Linked DNA regions of Gasterosteus aculeatus: region 2 is linked to region 1. Evidence: chromatin contacts called from public Hi-C data. All regions are on one chromosome and are shown on one strand. Each heading gives the region's core, a stretch centred on a gene start, on an enhancer-like site or on the middle of the called end of the contact. The rest is flanking DNA. Distances are from core to core; before and after follow the strand shown. Region 1 has its middle 51 kb from the start of LOC120834706. Region 2 overlaps foxp4 (forkhead box P4).

Region 1 (3,261 bases), core at 255-2,754:
TGGCCGAGCTCAGGAGGGGGGTGAAGGCAGAGAGGATGCAGGGAGAGGGTTAAATCCCAGCTGCCATGGCTAATGCCTCAATCTTCTTGCCCCCCTCGCTACAACAACACAGGATCAACAAAGACAGGATCAACAAAGCTTCAGCCAAAATCCTCCGACGCACTGACACAGAAAATTCCCAGTGCTCCCCAGGCCGCACAGGGAACAGCAAACACGCACTTCTACACACTCACACACACACACAGCGCCGACTGCTTAGGGAACAACAAACAAAGGCGGTAAATACAGCTGCAGACGGCTGGGCAGATAACAGCCAATCCCTATCCCCAACTTGTTCCACGGCTCAGTGGCTACTGACTGCCCTCTGCAGCTCGCTGCCTTGGCCATGCCTTCTACACAGCCCAAACACCTGCTGCTTAATGCTTCAACTCAATCAATCACAGCAAAGTTTCTCTCTTTCTCATTGTGACGAACTTCTGTACCTTTGAAGCCCCCCCCCCTAATTTCATTAGAATTACCAACTCTTCCTTTTTGCCACAGCATAACATTATTCACATCCACATGGGGGGAATGTACTTATAGAATATATGAACTTCTAAACATATTCCCTCAACACACAAATGAGCACAAAGAGTCTGGATGTATAGATGGAGAGATGGAGAGACTCCCTGCAAGGGAAGAGAGAGCCAGAAACCGTAAGCGCAAGAGAGAGAGAGAGGGAGAGAGGGAGGAGGTGGGAGGTTCAGCAGCCCTGCATGCAGAGGGGTGTTTGATGTAATCCAGGAAGTTAGTTCAGTAACTCCATCCCTCCGTCCCTCCGTCTCATTGAAGGACAGGAGAAGGAGGGATGAAGGAGGCCCTTGTCTGGAGAGCCAGGGGTTTTCCACATCTGTCCTCCGCATTGTAGCCAGCCTCTCTAAACAGCCCGGGAGTCTGTTATGGCTGAGGGAGCCTCTCACACACACACAGCAGCTATGTCTGAGTGAGCCTTGTGGAACGCTTTAACACTGATTGCAGTTAAGCGTTAAATCATCCATACTAAAGTTACCAGTGAGAGAAAACACATCAGGACACAATTCATAGCTGGCCGATGTCTGTGTTTGCTGCACGTGTGTATGTGTGTGTGTGTGTGTGTGTTCATGAAACGCCAGTCACGCAACACCGCCCTGCTTACTGAAGGGATCCTTGTCTTTCTTCTTCTTCCCTTCCCTCTCTTTTTTTCTCTGGAATGCATTCTAACACGCACTCGTCTTTTCTTTCCTTTTTACAAAATATGACAGGTTGCTCCCCAAACTCCACTCAACGCCGTACAACCAGCAGCCCACTACTCACTCACCCCCACTCCCGAACTCTTCAGTTGTAACCTGGCAACTCTTTCATATTTTCAGTGGGTAGGTGCCACATAAACAGAAATGAGAACCTTCACCGACACATGCTCACGCCTAACACATGCACCACACTGGCTGGGCTCTACGGCCGGGCCTGAGACATGAGCTGCAGGGAGGGAGGACTCGTTCATATCTGCTCATGTGTGCCCCTTGTGGCTACAAAGGAGAACGACTATAAATACTGTGTACAACATATTCTCCAAAGTCTCACACTGAGGAGCAAGAAAGTAACGCCACTCCAAATACAACTTCATCACTTCCAAGTTACACATTGCAAGTTACAACAGAGCCTTTTTCCAGGCTGTCACAACAAACGGTTATTAAATGGTCAAGTGCCTTGCACAATGCAGTGCTTTTTATTTCTTGCATCGAATTTCCTCAGTCAGTTTCTCAGCAAAGCAGTCACTCAATATTATTTCTTTCATTCTCTCCATTTCAACCATTTTATGCTCATCTCAGCGGGCTGACATGTCATTGTAGTGGGCGTTTGACAGTCAAACACATTTTAATGTAATTGCCACCTCATAACGTCATAATTACCATAGACGGTACAGCACTCACTACTGAGAGGCTTGACAATAATGGGAAAGCTGTAATGATAGGTGTGTATCAATGGGAACGTGCAAACACACACACACACACACACACAAACACACACACACACACACACACACACACACACAGGCCAAAACAGCATTGTTCCCACATGTCTACCCCGGCCCTGCTTTTTTGCCATTTCTCTTCATGGAGATATCTCACATGTAATTCAATTAAAACTTTTAAACAACTTAATTGGAAACAACTGCCTGGAAAAATTAAATTACATAAACAAAACTATTCTGACAGATTATGTCTAATATTAGGCATCTGGGCCTTATTAGGCTGCAAGTAATAACAGCACCAGCACACAGGGAGGACAGGGGAGCAAGCCATTTTCTGCTGCATTAGCTTGACTGACCACGCAACCAGAAGGTGGATCTGTGTGTGTGTGTGTGTGTGTATGTGTCTATGGAATCTGTGCACCCCAAACAGAACAGTGTTTATTTATCCTCTATTAGAGCAGAAGCAGACATTAAACCCAAACAGACCCTGAGTGGTACCCCTTCTCCCCCTACACCGAAGTCAATTCTTTCTTTCTTCACTCCCTCTGGCCCGATTAAGAACATATGGAAATGGGGTACGCTTAAGGTGAAAGAGAGGGGAGGGAAACGCCTGTGAAGAACACATATGTGAAGAAGTGTCGGCAACTGTGTTTATTTTTCATAGTTTTTTATGAACCTAAAAAGAAAAGTGTTTTCCTTGTCTCTCATATCTGTCATGGAATGTATTTGCTGAAAGACAAATTCCATCCCACGGTACACCTGTACATCATCAGCTATGTCTGCAACCCTGCCAAACAAGGAGTTCCTGTTTTGCTGACTCTCAGTAAGCGATGGGTGGGCTGATGGCTCTGCAGTGGCAGGTAGTGACTTGTCCGTTGAACCATCGGGGCCGGACGCGCGGCCCAACGCTGGCCGGCCCTTTCGGGAGCCGCTGCTGCAGCTGTTGTCAAGGTCAACTCTCTCTTAAACCCTCTCTTTCTCAAACTTTCTCTCTGATCTCAAACTGACCCTCAACCCCCCCCCCCCCCCCCGCTGTGGTTTCAGCCCATGTCATCACATCAGAGTCGACAGCTCTAATCACTGTGCAGAGCGGACTGGCTGTAAAACATGGCAGGGACTGACAGCAGGGCTCAACACGCGCACCTTTCATCTTCCCTCACTGGGACACAGGCTCTCACATATTATACATACACATGGAACAAACACGCACATGCTTATATACACAGAACACTAACTCGCACGAATGTGCGGGCACAAACATGCACGTTGAA
Region 2 (3,261 bases), core at 262-2,761, 140 kb before region 1:
ATCAATATATGTCGTCCGGAATGCCGATTTGCGGAGCACAGATCGATTCAGTTGGATCGCAGGAATATCGATATTAATTGATTCAGTGAATGAATCGTTACACCCCTACCAGTTATGCAAAATGATCTCACACTAAACTAAAATAAAATAAAATCAGTTATCTTCTCTAGAGATGTTAATATTTGTATCTCTATCACAACTCCAGCATATAGATTTATATCATCATATACTATAAAGATGGTCAACGCTGGGAGAAAAAGACTGGCCCTACACCTTCTGTTTTGTTTATTTGAGGGTGCATGCGAGTACCTGTACTGGTGAGGGCTCAGCGTGGGGCTGCAGCTCCCGTTACTGTTGACCTGCTCCACAGTAGAGCTGACATCATCGTGGCCCACATGCAGCATGTTGAGGCTGGCCGCAGATGGGGTCATCAGGGAAGGGCTGTTCAGCAAGGACAGACTGCTCTCCGCCAGAGCCGCCTGCACACAAACACACAACGTGGTCCAGTCACATTAAATGGAGGCTGGACACTAGCTAATCTTAAATGATAATGGCAGCAGGCGTATGCAAGGTAATACATGTATGCGGTATGGGTGGGTCAACGTAGCGCAGGAGTAGAGAAGGTAGACAGGTTTGAGCCCCGGCTGCTCCATGTCCCAAATATGTCCCAAGTGTCCCTGAGCAAGACACCTAACCCCTAATTGCTCCCCAGGCAAAAATGTAAAAAAGCCATGGGTTAAAAATGCAATGTAAATCGCTTTGGATAAAAGCGTCAGCTAAATGACCTGTAATGTAATACAGTGATCTGACCACTACAACCAGATATGTTGAAACATCTACATTACATTTACATGTTTCTTATTCATTTAACCTGTGTTTGTAGATTCCCCATAACCTACATGTTAAACATAGTAGAATATGTGGTCACAGGCACAGTGGATGTTGGACAGTTTTTCTTTGGCAGTGCTGAGAGCTCTTCAATACGGAGCACATTGGAATCCACTGTCTTGCTTGTGAACCTGACAAACCACTAGGGGGCACTTGAATACAGTGAATCACGGCTCGTGATTGTGCTTTTAAGTCATAAGCGCGTGTGTGTTCACAAGAGAGTCACAACAGGAATGTTAAGCAAGACTGATCCACAGCCTCAACTAAGACGCACGGTAAAACATCAACGTCTGCAGAGGAGAACAACTGAATCAACAGGGGCAGCTTCGTTCACGGCTCGCATCCAGCTGTTCTCAGACGAGGCAGTTTGAACACTCGCTAAGAGACTCACTCCACATCCCCGCTCACACAGGAGGGGGAAAGAAAGACCAGGGGAAGGGAATTCTCACTATGCTAAGAGATGGATTATCTGGGCCAGGCAATATTTTTATGCGGTAACCTTAATTGACAACTACTTGACGCTATAAATCATCTCGGTGGAAAAATTGCTTGTGTGGGTTCTGTCTTTGTGTCCGCGTAGGAGTGAAGAGATGGGTCGAGTGTGTGTTAACGCGTGCGTTAATGTGTGTGCCTGCGTGAGGAAGCGAGGTGGGAGGTGAGAGTGTGTGTTGGTGTAGGAGGGGGGAGGTGGCGTGAACGTCGTTAGGGAATCTGCTAATTATAAAAGGGAATTGATATTAGTGCCCTTGATTGTGATTGGCAGCTAAGTTTGTGTGTGTGAGAGTGAGAGAGAGCGAGAGAGACAGAGAAATTCCTTACCTGGTAGCTTGCGTTTAGGGATCCAAAGCCCAAGCCTGAAATCATGTTTTTCACCAGAGTGGGACTTCTAGACACACACACACACACACACACACACACACACACACACGTAGATAAAGAGAGAGAGAGAGAGAGAGAGAGAGGGGAGTGAGCATCACAGATTGAGTACATATGTGAAAATATATGCCAAAGCTCTCTGACCAATTTCACAAATTTGTTTGTTACAAGTAGAAACATACACACAAAGTGTTGACACACTAACATGTGTGTGTGTTTTAGCATCTGTTTAGTGTTCCAGTGTCTGTTCAGTCTGGTGTGCGAGCGTGCAGGTGTGCGCGCCTGTGTGCGTAATTATCAATGGTTTCTCTGGCGGTTGGAGAGAGAACATCTGTTTACATACGCTAACAAGGTTTTTTTTTCTCTCCTGCATCGATCACAGCTGCTTACTAATGGTGTCGACAAACAGAGAAAACACACACACACATATGCAGTAAAGTCTGTACCGATAAGCCAGCTTCCCTTTTCTCTCTTTTTTTGATTGCTCTTGGTAATAATAGAGGGTCCATTTAGCAAATCATTGTGCCAGCATCCATAAAGCTCACACATCAACCTCAACTGTGCACCGTGAATACCATCGTCTGTGTGTGTGTGTGTGTGCTCTTACCCGGTCATCTTTGGTGGTCTCCTCTTTTGGTATTCAACTTCATCCACAGTCCACACAGCCCCCTTAACGTTTTCAACACGAACAAAACACTTGTGCAGACTCAGGTTGTGGCGCACGGCATTCTGGGAAGGCAAAAAGAGAGATGAGAGATGTAAAGCGTTAACACAACTAAAGAGAAGTTAAAAAACGTCTTTTACATTTAAATCTTATATTTTCTATCATTATTATTATTATTAATTATATTTAAATTATTTTTGCCATATTTAAGTTTATAGTGGCCCCTTCTTCCTTTTCTGAAGAGCGTGTGGTGGTGAAAAACACCTGAAAAACACTGTAAAAAGAATTAATTGTAAAAGGCCTTCTGACGTTAGTCTAAAAAGTGACATATTCCTTGATGTCTCCTGTTAATTTCAGAAATGTATTAAAATAGTCTGAGCTACACATTTTTTTAGTCACCAAGATGATCCATGATTTCCCAGCGTATCCTTGAAGAGAAAACCAGCTCAAATAGTTTTCTGTTCCTTTACTTGAAGTTTTCACTTGGCGGGAGGTCCAAACACTCATTCAAGGTGTGTTCAGTACAAACAATGCTTCCAGTTTGGTGCTAAGATGCTTTTTAAGTAGTGTGACCTGAGGGGCATCCCTCTCTTTCTGCACACATGTACTGTGCTAACACACTGTAGCCGTTCTCTAGCAGCGTTATTTTATCTGAGAATTTTTCTAATCAGTCCCCATCAGCATACATCCACACATCCACAGGAGCTCAGACAGGCAGGCACACCGCTATCTTCGTCTCAGCCCCCCAGGGACAGGCCTCCCTTTTCATCTGCTATTTGTAGTTTGTTCATGCCCAATTTCATTACCAATTTTAATTCGTCTATAATTAAATC

Evidence for each region. A called contact is a pair of places that touch in the nucleus more often than the background predicts.
Region 2: a contact with region 1 is called in a Hi-C map of liver, with 4 times the contacts expected there. The contact joins two enhancer-like sites. A contact is called at or near these places in 3 of 6 Hi-C or Micro-C datasets (liver, skeletal muscle and whole body).

The regions. Positions count from the first base shown.
Region 1 is chr17:11,996,389-11,999,649 of fGasAcu3.hap1.1, reverse strand. No RefSeq gene overlaps it. Among protein-coding and RNA genes, the nearest start is that of LOC120834706, 51 kb to the right of the region's middle. Within about 2 kb of position 1,504, at least 7 of the 9 cell types and tissues checked have open chromatin away from gene starts, as enhancers often do.
Region 2 is chr17:12,138,546-12,141,806 of fGasAcu3.hap1.1, reverse strand. foxp4 (forkhead box P4) reads right to left here. Exons shown (of 18, transcript XM_040203460.2): 15 at 2,372-2,493; 16 at 1,708-1,774; 17 at 310-479. Among protein-coding and RNA genes, the nearest start is that of LOC144388944, 10 kb to the right of the region's middle. Within about 2 kb of position 1,511, at least 1 of the 9 cell types and tissues checked has open chromatin away from gene starts, as enhancers often do.